2 separate regions of the Pan troglodytes genome follow, and region 1 is linked to region 2. The links are chromatin contacts, called in public HiChIP or PLAC-seq maps. All regions are on one chromosome and are shown on one strand. Each heading gives the region's core, a stretch centred on a gene start, on an enhancer-like site or on the middle of the called end of the contact. The rest is flanking DNA. Distances are from core to core; before and after follow the strand shown.

Region 1 (7,047 bases), core at 3,788-6,287, 520 kb before region 2:
GGAGTACAGTGATGTGATCTCAGCTTACTGCAACCTCTGCCTCCCGGGTTCAAGAAATTCTCCTGCCTCAGCCTCCCGAGTAGCTGGGATTACAGGCGCCCGCCACCATGACCAGCTAATTTTTTGTATTTTTAGTAGAGACGGGATTTCACCATGTCGGGCAGGCTGGTCTTGAACTCCTGACCTTGTGATCCGTTCTCGGCCTCCCAAAGTGCTGGGATTACAGGTGTGAGCCAGCATGCCCAGCCGGATTTTGTTTTTAACATATTCTCTCAGTGCCTAGTTCAATGCCTTACGTAGCTCAGTGACTGTTTAATTAACTTTTATGATAGCATGGATATCTTTTAGGCCCTAAATCTGATCTGATCCAAGCCCAGTCCTCATTATCTTGATAGTGGTTCTAGTTACTCAGGCCCAAAACTTTTAAGAGTCATCCCTGTTCTCTTTTTCTTCTTCTTCTTCTTCTTTTTTTTTTTTTTTTTAACAAAGGTTAATTCTTAAATGTATAGCACCTCCAAAACAACACTTAATTCCTGCTATTGGTGGTAAAAGATGTTATGGCAGGGAATACAGATGTTTAAATACGGATGAAATAAAGGGTCATCATCTCCTCAGGCACAAGGAACAGCTTACTTTTTGCCAGATTTCTTAATTTCACCTGTGGCCAGGGGCCCCTTCCCCGCAGCCTTCGCTTTTAGCTCCTCGAGTTTCTTTTGCTCCTCTTTTTGTTTCTGCTTGAAAGCCTTCTCTTCCTCGTCCATCTCCTTGGCCTCCTTCTTGGGCTGTTTCAGGGGCTTCTTGCCACCTTTGTGGCTGGACAAGGCGCCTACTGTCATCCCTGATTTCTTCTCTCTTCTTTTTTTCTTCTGCCCCTTTTCACCACCTTTACTGCCATTACTTCTATTAGCTATTATTCTAAGAAATGGTTCTTGTTACCATTTCTCCTTGGGATTTTTATAGTTGTCTTATACCTGGCTACCCTTCTTCCACATTTGCATATCTACTGCTATTTTCAACCCAGCAGCTAGAATGATTTTTTTATTTTATTAAAAAAATTTATGTAGAGCTTAGTATATGCGAGTTACTATTCTAGGCATTTTACAAATATTAACTTATGGCCAGGCGCAGGGGCTCACACCTGTAATCTTAGCACTTTGGGAGGCCGAGGCGGGCAGATCACCTGAGGTCGGGAGTTCAAGAGCAGCCTGGCCAACATGGTGAAATCCCATCACACTAAAAATACAAAAAATTGCTGGGCATGGTGGTGCGTGCCTGTAATCACAGCTACTAGGGAAGCTGAGGCAAGAGAATCACTTGAACCTGGGAGGCAGAGGTTGCGGTGAGCCGAGACTGCAACACTGCACTCCAGCCTGGGCGACAGAAAAAAAAATTAAGTTATGTATTCCTCATAATGATCATCTGAGGAAGATACTATCATTATCCTTGTTTTACAGATGAAGAAAATGAGGCACAGAAGAATTAAGTGGTTTGACCAACATTGCCTAACTCAGGACATACATCATATCACCTCTTTGCTTAAAACAGTCCATTAGTTCCCCACCTCAATCAGAGGATAGCCACAGTCTTACCAGAGGTCTAAAAGGCTACATGTGATCTGTACTCTCTCTCACTCCGGGGAGTCTCACTCTGTCGCCCAGGCTGGAGTGCAGTGGTGCTTTCTCAGCTCGCTGCAACCTCCATCTCCCCGGTTCAAACGATTCTCCTGCCTCAGCCTTCCTAGTAGCTGGGATTACAGACATGTGCCAGTGCGCCTGGCTAATTTTTGTATTTTTAGTGGAGACAGGGTTTCACCATGTTGGTCAGGCTGGTCTGGAACTCCTGACCTCAGGTGATCCACCCACCTCGGCTTCCCAAAGTGCTGGGATTACAGTCCTGAGCCACGGTGCCTGAGCCACTGAGTCTAATTTTTTGTCTTTTTAATAGAGATGGGGTTTCACCATGCTGGCCAGGCTGGTCTGAAACTCGTGACCTCAAATAGTCTGCCTGCCTCCCCCTCCCAAAGTGCTGGGATTACAGGTGCAAGCCACCGTGCCCAATTCTTCCCTACTTTATTTTCATATACATGTATTATTGTTATTTTGGTCTATTTCTCCCCAAACAAATTAAGGTCCACCAGGAGGGCAGGCCTTCATTTGTGAAACAATTATTTAAAGAGGCCTATAATATAAGGTATTGTTTTGGGCACTGAGCGAGGAAGAAAAGCTTGGTGGAGGTTGGGTGCAGTGGCTCATGCCTGTAATTCCAGCACTTTGGGAGCCCAAGGTGGGTGGATCACCTAAGGTCAAGAGTTCGAGACCAGTCTGGCCAACATGGTAAAACCCTGTCTCTACTAAAAATACAAAAATTAGCCAGGCATGGTGGCGCATGCCTGTAGTCCCAGATCTTGGGAGGCTGACACAGGAGATCTGCTTGAACCCAGGAGGCGTAGGTTGCAGTGTGCCCAGATTGTACCACTGCACTCCAGCCTGGGCAACAGGGCAAGACTTCGTCTCGAAAAAATAAAATAGGCCAGGCGCAGGGGCTCACACCTGTAATCCCAGCACTTTGGGAGGCCGAGGCGGGCAAATCACGAGGTCAGGAATTCGAGATCAGCCTGGCCAATATGGTGAAACCCCATCTCTACTAAAAATATAAAAATAAGCTGGGCGTGGTGGCGTACGCCTGTAGTCCCAGCTACTTGGGAGACTGAGGCAGATGAATCGCTTGAACCTGGGAGGAAGAGGTGAAGTGAACCGAGATCGCACCACTGCACTCAAGCCTGGTGATAGAGTGAGACTCCATGTTAAAAAAAAAAAAAAAAAGAAATCAACCAGTAAGGCCAGGCGCGGTGGCTCAAGCCTGTAATCCCAGCACTTTGGGAGGGTGAGGCGGGCAGATTACCTGAGGTCAGGAGTTTGAGACCAGCCTGACCAACATGGTGAAACCCTGTCTCTGCTAAAAATAACAAAAATTAGCCGGGCATAGTGGCGGGCGCCTGTAATCCCAGCTACTTGGGAGGGTGAGGCAGGAGAATTGCTTGAACCCAGAAGTCAGAGGTTGTAGTGAGCCAAGATCACACCACCACACTCCAGCCTGGGCGACAGAGGGAGACTCTGTCTCAAAAAAAAATTAGCCCGGTATGGTGGCACACACCTGTAGTCCCAACTACTTGGGGGCCTGAGGCACAAAAGTCGCTTGAACCTGGGAGGCAGATGCTGTAGTGAGCCGAGATCATGCCACTGCACTGCAGTCTGGGTGACAAAGTGAGACTTCATCTCAAAAAATAATAAAATAATATAAAAAATAAATAAAATAAAATATATGTACATATACAAAACTCCATTTAATAATGGGCAAGCTACTGAGGAGAATGAAAGATAAAATCATTGTTGTTTAATTAAATGTAACACACAAAGAAATATCAAATTTGGCCGGGCGCGGTGGCTCATGCCTATAATCCCAGCACTCTGGGAGGCCGAGGCGGGCGGATCACTAGCTCAGGAGATCGAGACCATCCTGGCTAACATGGTGAAACCCCGTCTCTACTAAAAATACAAAAAAAAAAAAATTAGCCGGGCGTGGTGGCGGGCGCCTGTAGTCCCAGCTACTCGGAAGACTGAGGCAGGAGAATGGCGTGAACCCGGGAGGCAGAGCTTGCAGTGAGCCGATATCACGCCACTGCACTCCAGCCTGGGCGACAGAGTAAGATTCCGTCTCAAAAGAAAAAAATAAAGAAATATCAAAAGTGACAGGGAGAGCCTAAAAAGAGAGCAGCTTTTGGTCCACTTAATAGTTTGGATGAGGACACTTTTAAATGGATTCTGCCTGGTACTGTAAATGCCCAAGAACAAAGCATTGACTTTTCGGCAGAGTTCTAGCAAATCAGCAACTGTGGAGTGTCAGATTCGCAATGACTGCTCTTGTGTAATACGTCAAAAACAAGTCAGTGAGCTGAAATGCAGTACCTTTACTATTTTTAAGTTGACGTTAAAGGATGTGGGAAAAAAATAGACCAATGGGTACCCATCAAGAATAATTTGAATAAACAATCGAATATCATTTTAAACTATGGTAGTGGTCAGTTTCAAGAGCTGAATGCAATTTCATATTATCGTATCCTTTTTTCAACTTTCTCTTCGGAAATTTTGTGTATGCTCTTGATTTTTTTTAAATAGGTAAGTGTATGTTCTTGCGTTAATTTGTTTCAATTACATACATTAAATTGCTCAAACACTGCTGCGTGCACTGTTTTTACCTGATAGTGGTTTTCCTTTGGATGACAGAAAACGTTAATGCTTGGTAGGTTTAAAACATTTTTAAAAAATGAGCTCTTCCTTATTTACAAGAATCACCCACCCAATTAATAAATGCTTATTTCTGGGTTCCACTCTCAGAGATTTTTATGTTTATGTATATTTTTTATATTTTTTAATGTTTTATTTTATATGTTATATTTTTATATGTTTTATGTTCATATATATTTTTACGTTAAAAAAACATATATTTTTATGTTTTTTAATCTTTGGAGTTGGAAACCTACGTTTTCAGCCAGTACCCAAAGTGACTGTGAGGCCTGGTGGCCCAAAGACCATACCTTGAGAACGACTCGACCCAGTGCTATTTTCATGTTTTGCAGCTTTCAAAATATTAACTTCAGAAATCTAAGGAGGGTGGGCAACTCGGGTGGCTGTCAGAAGACCCGTGAGCCGCTCACGCTGCGCCCCATTGCACAACTTTCCTTGACTTTGCAGATCTCTTCCTGAGGAGGAAATCAGTTCATTTTCACCGAGCAATTAACTACCTCCCAACCAGTTCCCTCTATGTCCCTCAGGATGACCCCCAAAAGTCACCAGCTCATCGCCGCTGCGAAAGATAAAGCGCTGTTTGCCCTGCGTGCCCTCGCAAGGCCGCGGGAACCTGGGCTCGCTTCCCGCCTCCCGGGCTCCTCCTCCTCTCGCCCTCTCCGGTCGGGTCCTCCGGGAGGCGCCCCGCGCGGCAGGTATTGGCGCCAACCGGGTGGCGGCGCTGTCCGCCCTGCGCGCGGCCGCCTCGGGCCCGAGGGAGGCGGATGCACGGCCGGCGGAGGAAGGGGAGGGAGCGAGGAGCGCGCGCTGCTCTCGCGTGCTCTCGCGCCGCTCGCGTGACCGGCCGGTGTGTGCGCGAGGCGCCGGCTCCCGGGGCACGGACGGCCGGGCGCGCGCCTCTGCGAGGGGCGTCCGGGTCCGAGTCGGCGGTCCGGGCCGGCGTGAGGTGCGTGTGGGCGGGCCGCGGGGGTCCCGGACGGACACAAGCGCACACACTCCCGGAGGAGCCTTCGAGGCTGCTCTTCCTCGGCCAGACGGAGAGCGGCACTGTCTCCCCGCCCAGCGCTCACTCGCCCCGCGTCTCCCCCCGCGGCGGCTGCTCCTCCTCGGCACCGCCAGCCCCAGCGCCGCTCCCGGGCGGGCGGGCGGCGGCGGCGGGACCCGCGGAGCCGCTTTGTGTGCAGCCCGACTAGGGGCGGCGGCGCAACCACCTGACAGAGGCCCGGGCGCTCGATGCACCTTCCGCCCGCATGAGGAGGAGGTAAAGGCGGCGGCGGCTCGGCTCCCGCCCTAGGCTGCTGGAGGGAGGGGACGGAAGGGGAGACTGGAGGGGGGGCCGCGGGTCCGAGGCCCGGTGGGGCCGCCCGAGGGTGCCGGGAAGGCCTCGGCGGTGCCGGAGGCGCCAAGCGGCCGGGGGCCAGAGAAGCAGCTGGGGTCCCTCAGCCGAAGTTGAAGGAACAAAATGTGAAGTGCGGAGGCGCGTCAGCCGCTTCCTGGCGTGGGGCTGAGGGTGGAGGGCGGCTTGTTTTCCCCTCCCGCGGGGGTGAGGGAGCGGAACAGGGGAGGGGCGGCAGCGCGGCGGGGACTACCCCGGGTCCGAGGCTTGGCTGGGCAAGGGCGTTTTGTTCCCGGGAGCCGCCGCTGCGCGTGGGTCCGCTGGGTCCCTAGTTTTGCGGCCTAAGCCGAGCCCTATAGGCCTCGGGTCTGGTTTCCCGGAGGGGACTGGCCGGGCGGGACTGGGTAATTCCCCACCGCCGAGCGGGGGCCTTGGGGTCCTTGCCGGCCTCCCGGGGCCGCCAAACTTCGGACCCTGGTGCTCGGGGGTGGATTTCATTGTGAAAGGCGGAATGGGAAACTCCTGGCGCTGTTCGGCGCCTCCCGCGGCCACGGCGGCTGGTGCGGAGGAGCCCCGTGAGCCTGGGGCTGGCAGGGCCGGGTTGGCGGGGCCGGCGGGGTTCGATCCCTGGGAAAGAGCGGGTGGCGAGGCCGCTGCCGGGTCCCCGGCCTCTGGGGAGACAGGGCCTTTTCCAGATTAGAGAGATTTGAAATGAAAAAAGAGGTTACAAAGTCGCCCCTTTCCCGCTGAACTTTGGTTTTCTGACCGATAGAGGCCGGTAGAGGACTGTGAACCAAAAGTTGTCCCCCAGGATGGACTTCACCGCGCAGCCCAAGCCTGCCACTGCCCTCTGTGGCGTCGTGAGTAGCGACGGGAAGATCGCTTACCCTCCGGGGGTAAAAGAGATCACCGACAAGATCACCACGGACGAGATGATCAAACGCCTGAAGGTAAGTGTCTGGACGGATTTTGATGTCTTTGGTAGAAGGCGCTTTCTCCTGTGATACTGCTACCCTGCTCAGTCTGGCCTTTAGAGTTCCAAGTTTTTTAGATCTCTTACCCCCTCTGAAAGGTACTGTTGTATCTCAGATAACATCTTTGAGTTTTGTAGGGATATAACCATTGTGGGAAATTTAAAAGGAGTGTGATTTTTCAAAAACTTAATGGTTTTCAAGCATAAGAATTTGTGTTTTTAGAGTTTTTTCTGGAGGTATTTGATGAGAATACTGTTCAGAGTGGCTTGCAAACTTAGGTGTAGGCAGTAATTTGCCTAAGAAGTTTCCTATTTTCAGCTTCTGAAGGGGATTGATTAAAGCGCAAAGTCCTTTTTAAAAATTTGCATAATTTTCTATATCCAGAAGCTTAAATATGTATATATGGTGGTTAAACTTTGACAGAAGGTACAGA
Region 2 (7,038 bases), core at 1,372-3,871:
CTCATCCCTCATGAATGATACTGCCAAAAAGTACTCTACTTGTTTAGACTGAGGAAAGATCACAACTGTGCACTGTCTGCTCTACATTCTAGATTTTATAGTGGTTACTCAATGGAAAAAAGATCTAAAATTTGGAGTGGAGACTGTGTATCCTTGGTTCTCCATGACTTCCATCCACTTGTGATATAGAAGGAGCAGGATTAAGTTATCTTTCAACTCAATCTACCTTCTACATAAAATTCCATCATTCTTTTAAATTAAGGCAAGGTATCCATAGGTCACATGTAAATTGACTAGGAGAAGCACAAGTTAGATCATCAACACCTACTAACCCAGATCTAACAGACTAGTAGCAAAGCAGTAATCTTTACTCTGAAGAAGTTGGATGCTGGGTAGAAAATGGGGAGATGGCAGTGTAACATAGTAAGGGCAAGAGAAAAGAGAAAGATTCCAAAAATTTCATCTGCTTACTTGTTCTATCTAGTTCTGTTATCACATCTTTCTAATGATTTTTAGCTAAATTTAACAAGTCTGATATTAAAAACAGATTCTAGGGCTTGGTTATATCTGAAAATAATGCACAATAAAGGAACGGGACGTTAAAATTATCTCAAATTTTCAATTACCTTTCTCCTTTCTGGCGTTTTAGGTTTCCTTTATATTCATCCCAGGTGCTCCTGTCTGCAAGATCACCAGATACAAAATCTTGAAGGTCTGGTCCATTCTGTAGGAGTTCCTTTTTTTTATCTGGCAAGGAGCTTAATGGTCTGACTGGGCTGCAAAAATATCTCCCAAATACCTAAAGAAAGAGTTAATTATGACGTTTATTTAGTGGAGTCCGTAATAATTTAGTTTTAACCCATCATAACACCTAAACGGAAGGGTAAAGCCAAAAAAGTGATTCAGAAATTATGTCAAACTAGGAGCTCTAGTATTCTAGGGCATTAGAATATAATATAAAAGATGACTGAAGGAACCAAACCTAAAAGAGAGTAAGAGTTGACTGTTTACTACTGAGTTTAGAATAGATTTGGAAATCTGTTTTTTTTTTTTTTTGAGACGGAGTCTTGCTCTGTTGCCCAGGCTGGAGTGCAGTGGCGCAATCTTGGCTCACCACAAGCTCCGCCTCCCGGGTTCACGCCATTCTCCTGCCTCAGCCTCCTGAGTAGCTGGGACTACAGGTGCCCGCCACCACGCCCGGCTAATTTTTTTGTATTTTTAGTAGAGACAGGGTTTCACCATGTTAGCCAGGATGGTCTCGATCTCCTGACCTCAGGTGATCCACCTGCCTCGGCCTCCCAAAGTGCTGGGATTACAGGCGTAAGCTACCGCACCCGGCCCGAAAATCTCTGGAACTAACATATATCAGACTTTCATGTACTCCACCTACCAGGAACTAGATGTTTGTCTTTCAACAAGATTGAACTGCAATAACTGAAGAAGGTGCCACAGTTTAAAACCGTTCTGGTCCTGACTTGAATCAGGGGCGTTTAAAGTGAAGTGTGCAATAAATCTCTCGAGCTTTGAATAAGCATAATTGTTGAAACGTAGGTTAATAATGCCCAGTTGGTTTCAGACAACTGGAAGGGGGAAAACCAAGCCTAACGTTTTTACTTTCTTTTTTTTTTCTTTTTTTTTTTTTTGAGTGGAGTCTCGCTCTGTCGCCCAGGTTGGAGTGCAGTTGCGCGATCTCGGCTCACTGCAACCTCCGCCTCGCGGGTTCAAGCGATTCTCCTGCCTCAGCCTGGCGAGTAGCTGGGACTACAGGCGCGCGCCACCACGCTCAGCTAATTTTTGTATTTTTAATAGAGGCGGGGTTTCACCATGTTGGCCAAGATGAACGTTTTTACTTTCTAGGTTACATTGTTTCTGTGTTTGAACGTGGCAGTCAAGAACATAAGAAATCATGGTATTCGGCTTTTACATCTGAACACAAACGTATGAGATAGCCAAAACACTACAGAATCCACGAGTCTGCACATGTATCTCAAAAGAACCTTCGACAACTCAAAGAGTGCCTGTTAGGGTGTTGCACGATTGCTACTGCACTTCTCAATGTCTGCAGCTGAAGCCTAGCGGACAGGTTTGTGTTCTCTGCGGCTAGAGTGGTGTCTCACACACAGTAAGAGTCCAAGACAGAATAGCTATGTGGGGTGCTCACCGCAATGCTCCATAAATATAGGGTACAAACCACTCTAAGCAGAAAATAAGTCCTCGGTACTGGCCCAGAGAGACTTGCAAACAAACTGATGCCAGAGACTCTATATCATGGGGCTGGCGGGATAATTACATGAGATTACACGAAAAACGTTTAAAACTGCCGTTGGCTAGTAGTAAATGTTCAGTAAATGCACTGGCCTTTATTATTGGGCATGGGCGCTCTGAAAGGATAGGATCCCCCCACCCCACGCCCAAACCCGTTCGCCCTGCCGCTCACCCGGGGCCCCAGGTTGCGGGCTGCATCCCCGCAGCGTAGAGACATTTCCTCTTTAGGACTAGCGCAGTGCAGGGGTTGAGGGATCGCTAACTCCCGGGAAAGGACAGGTCGAAATTACGTCGCTCCATTTATGACAAGCAGCCAAGCTGCTCCACGATTGGCTGCTTTAGCCTTACGTGCGTCGCGCACTGATGACGCAATACGCAGGCCCCTGACGAGATACAAGTACGTAATGACGACAGACGTTCTTTCTTTGCTGCGTCTACTGCGAGGTAAGGATGTTTCTGTGCTCGTGGGGGTACTGGGAATCTCAAGCCATCTGCTCTGGGAAAGGCTGCGGCGCGGCTCCCACTCTCGGAACCTTGTCCTGTTTGTCCCCCAGCTCGGCAAGCGCCATATGAGCCTGGCGGCGCCAGATGAGAATCCTGTTCTGGGCTTTTTGGCCTATTCCCGCCCCTCAGTCTTGCCGGGATGGCACCGCCCGCATAGGACTTCCAGGGTTGGGCTGAGCGGGAGTTCGACTGCTGGGCCTCGTAATTCTCGCTTTGGGGCTGCTCCTTCCAGGCTGGGACACACTGGGGCCGGCTGTCGGTCTCCCGTCCTCCGACATCCTGTCTGGAACTTCCGCCTGGCAGTCTCCGGTAGGAGTGGAGCTCTGTGCGGCGTAGTTTGGTGGAAAAACGGGACTTGCGTCGGCCTCACCCCCAGTGTTTGTGTTTCAGAATGAAGACTATTCTCAGCAATCAGACTGTCGACATTCCAGAAAATGGTATGAGACTTGATGTCTTTACTTACATCTTTACTGCATGTTCCAAGCGTTGTGTGGCCTGACGAGTGTGTTCTCTCTTCTAGTCGACATTACTCTGAAGGGACGCACAGTTATCGTGAAGGGCCCCAGAGGAACCCTGCGGAGGGACTTCAATCACATCAATGTAGAACTCAGCCTTCTTGGAAAGAAAAAAAAGAGGGTGAGGGTTTTTCTTCTGATAATTCAGTTGCTCGTTGGAAGGTGGTTTATAACAGCATCACATTTGGTTGCTTTAACAATTTTCGAATTGAGGTTCAGTGCTTCAGCTTTAAATGTTGCCGTCCGGAATACCAGCCTGTTTAGTGAAATTGAAAAACCAGATTCTGAACACAGCCAGTTATATAAAGCTCAAATGTAATAGTGGTCATCAGTGACACGTCTTAATGGTGTTAGAAGTTTGGTTTATTTTCCTAGTGATTGCTTTGTAAAAATCACAGAAACCGGCAGTAGGTCATTTAAACCTGATGATTTAATTTTCCAGAAGGGAAGTTTGTTGCAGCTTCTACAAAGCTTAACTGTTGGGAGGTTTTATAGGTGGTTGGATTTTTCCAGTTGAAAACCATGTGCTTTGATTAGGGTTAATTCTAGAATCTTAAAGTAATTCGGTAAGTGGTCTGTTGTCTTTTAAGCCTGCATATTTCTGGAAAGAATACATTTTTTGTTCTGTTACAGCTCCGGGTTGACAAATGGTGGGGTAACAGAAAGGAACTGGCTACCGTTCGGACTATTTGTAGTCACGTACAGAACATGATCAAGGGTGTTACACTGGTAAGCAGATGTATCAGACTTCCTTGTTTTGGAAAGGGAGGTTTCTCAAACCTGTGCTTTATACAGCATAAGTGTCTCTTTCAGAGAATGGGTTATGTATTTTATTTGGTGTAATACGCAAGAACTTGGCAAAAATAGGCATCTGTGGGTCTTTAAGCGATAGAGCTGAGAGCAAAGACCAGATGGGTACAACATGTTTGTTTTTTTCTGTTGTTGGGTTTTTTTTTTTTTGTTTAATCAAGACGGGTCTCGCTATTTTGTCCAGGCTGAGCTCAAGTGATCCTCCCACCTTGGCCTCCCATAGTACTGGGATTGCAGGCATGAGCCACCATGCATGGCTAGATGGGTACAACTTTTAAAAAGTAGGCTAATGATGAATTTTCATACCTTCCGAATTTTCTTTTTTTAAGATAGGAAATCTACAGTTGCAGTACTAGTTGGTAGTCAAATCTCACCATCAGGACCCCTTGTTGGGATAGAAAAAGATGTAGTTTCTGAGTTTTCTGTCTGCTGCCGTAATGTATGTCATTATTCTTTCCAACCCACCGTCTCTCCCCTCAAGATAGAAAGTTCATGCTGAAATGGTTTTCTTTGCATTATACCTTCTAGAATGCACCTGATAATGGCACCCTGTACATCTATTATAAATCTGTTAAGATTCCCCCATCTACCCTTGCTCTTAGCCTTAAGTTCCTTGAAGGCAGGGGGCCTGCCTTTGGCTTGGTGGTCTCAATTCCTGCCATGTGCTGTACCTTAGTAACTCAGTAAATGTTAGTCTAATGTCTAAGATCAGGGCTTTGGGGTTCTCATTAAAAGAAGGCAGCATTGTTCATTGAGGGCATAAGAGCTAGTGAAATAAAGCCTCCGCAAGGAGCTTTACAGTCCACTGAATAGACAGAACAATGTTTATAAGGCTTGGTTCAGGTGACAGTTATTAGAAAATCTTGGCAGTGAGTGTTACGTTTTAAAATAAGTATAAGCATCTTAGAAAATTTTAAAACTATTAAAAATATTCCTCAGCATTGCTAATAGCTTGCTTATTTATTTAACATAGGGCTTCCGTTACAAGATGAGGTCTGTGTATGCTCACTTCCCCATCAACGTTGTTATCCAGGAGAATGGGTCTCTTGTTGAAATCCGAAATTTCTTGGGTGAAAAATACATCCGCAGGGTTCGGATGAGACCAGGTATGTGCATGCCCTCAGACAGAATTAAGAAATTTTTCCTTCATTTTTTTTTCCTCCTTTTCCACTCCCAACTTCCATACTTTAGTTGGCTGTTGTTTTGTGTTTGTGCTGAGTAAAACCAGATTTGTTTTAGAATTATCTCTTGATTACACTTAGAACTGTTGGTGCTACTTAAGGGTTTATATCATTATATTGATTACAATTTCAAAAAGTTGATACATTGGAGTAGCTTGCAGTGGTGGTTGTATTTAACTTGGCAAATGAAATCTTTTAAAAAGACTTTAAATTTACAAAAGGTGTATATAATGGTGTGTATTTATGGAGCACAATGTGATGTTTCAACACATGCATATTCTGTGGAATGACTAAATCAGGCTAATTAACACATCCATCACTCCATTTATTTCTTCGTGGTAAGAACCTTTAAAATCTAAAGAGAAAACTACGTGAGTAGTGGTTAATAGCCTAGCTTAAATTTCAGTTCTCACTGTCCACCTTGGGCATGTCATCTCTGCAGCTTAAAATTGCAAACATCTTTGATTAAATGAGTTAAAGTTGAAAAACAACAGTGCATGCGTAATACATAGTAAACACGGTAGCTTTAAAAAAATTTAAAGCTTAGTGCTTTTTATTTGAGGCAGGGTCTTGCTCTGTTGCCCAGGCTGGAGTACAGTGGCGTGATCTCAGCTCATTGCATCCTCCACCTTCGTGCTCAGGTGTTTCTCCCACCTCAGCCTCCCCACTAGCTGGCACTACAGGTGCCTGCCACCACATCCAGCTGATTTTTGATTTTTTGTAGAGACTGTTTCGCCACGTTGCCCAGGCTGATTTCAAGGAATGCTATGGTGCCTGGCCCCAGCTAATTTTTAAATTTTTTGTAGAGGCAGGGTCTTGCTATGTTGTCCAGGCTGGTCTTGAACTTGCAGGCTCAAGCAGTTCTTCCCCCTTGGCCTCTTAAAACATACCTGGCTCGGCCTCTTGATGCATTTTGATTCCATTGGGGTGGGGAGGGGTGGGAAGAAGGGAGATTCTTAGTATCAAAATAATGGCTGTCCAAAAATACTCTGATACTAGCTATGGTCAGCAACATTTAATGAAAACCCATATGTTAAAAATAAACCCCTGCCTCCTGGCTTCAAGCGATTCTCCTGCCTCAGCCTCCTGAGTAGCTGGGAGTATAGGCATGTACCACCACACCCAGCTAATTTTTTGTATTTATACTAGAGATGGGTTTCACAGTGTTAGCCAGGATGGTTTCGATCTCCTGACCTCATGATCCGCCCGCCTCGGCCTCCCAAAGTGCTGAGATTACAGGCGTGAGCCACTGTGCCCGGCCTCAAAATCTTAAGAAAAGGTTCTTTTGGTGCATGGAGTTTTACATGGAATAAATTAGTGCCTCTGCAATTTATTTTTTACACAGATCTGGTTTTGTGTTGATGCTGTGCAAATGCCCTCTCCCCTTTTAGGTGTTGCTTGTTCAGTATCTCAAGCCCAGAAAGATGAATTAATCCTTGAAGGAAATGACATTGAGCTTGTTTCAAATTCAGGTTTGTATGTTTACTATGTCTAACTATGCCTACAAGATTTTGTCTAAATCTTGTTGTTTAAAATACAGTATTTTGCTAATTTTTATTTGATTAGCTTTTTAAATTGTGAAAATAAAAAGGTCACATTCTGAAATTTTAAGTACAGCACATAATGAAATACTTTCTTTTTAAGATGGGTTAGGCTGATGTATTAATTGCTTTATCTTCACTCCTATAGCGGCTTTGATTCAGCAAGCCACAACAGTTAAAAACAAGGATATCAGGAAATTTTTGGATGGTATCTATGTCTCT

What was found. HiChIP or PLAC-seq counts read pairs in DNA pulled down with a chosen protein or histone mark.
Region 1: an H3K4me3 HiChIP or PLAC-seq map of stem cell-derived excitatory neurons shows a contact between it and region 2, with 5 times the contacts expected there. The contact joins the promoter of PDS5A here to the promoter of LIAS in region 2. A contact is called at or near these places in 1 of 7 Hi-C or Micro-C datasets (stem cell-derived neural progenitor cells) and 1 of 1 datasets of contacts at active chromatin or transcription factors (stem cell-derived excitatory neurons).

Annotation. Positions count from the first base shown.
Region 1 is chr3:40,302,574-40,309,620 of NHGRI_mPanTro3-v2.0_pri, reverse strand. It overlaps PDS5A (PDS5 cohesin associated factor A), which reads left to right and starts at 5,037. Exons shown (of 33, transcript XM_526554.8): 1 at 5,037-5,565; 2 at 6,413-6,590. The coding sequence starts at 6,453. It overlaps LOC112208916 (translation machinery-associated protein 7-like), which reads right to left and starts at 1,129. Exons shown (of 1, transcript XM_054683765.2): 1 at 38-1,129. The coding sequence starts at 836. The coding sequence ends at 630. It also overlaps the pseudogene LOC134809848.
Region 2 is chr3:39,783,002-39,790,039 of NHGRI_mPanTro3-v2.0_pri, reverse strand. It overlaps LIAS (lipoic acid synthetase), which reads right to left and starts at 2,621. Exons shown (of 11, transcript XM_526552.5): 1 at 2,438-2,621; 2 at 627-799. The coding sequence starts at 2,482. It overlaps RPL9 (ribosomal protein L9), which reads left to right and starts at 2,639. Exons shown (of 8, transcript XM_024356069.3): 1 at 2,639-2,709; 2 at 3,160-3,206; 3 at 3,290-3,405; 4 at 3,918-4,013; 5 at 5,068-5,200; 6 at 6,667-6,747; 7 at 6,965-7,038. The coding sequence starts at 3,161.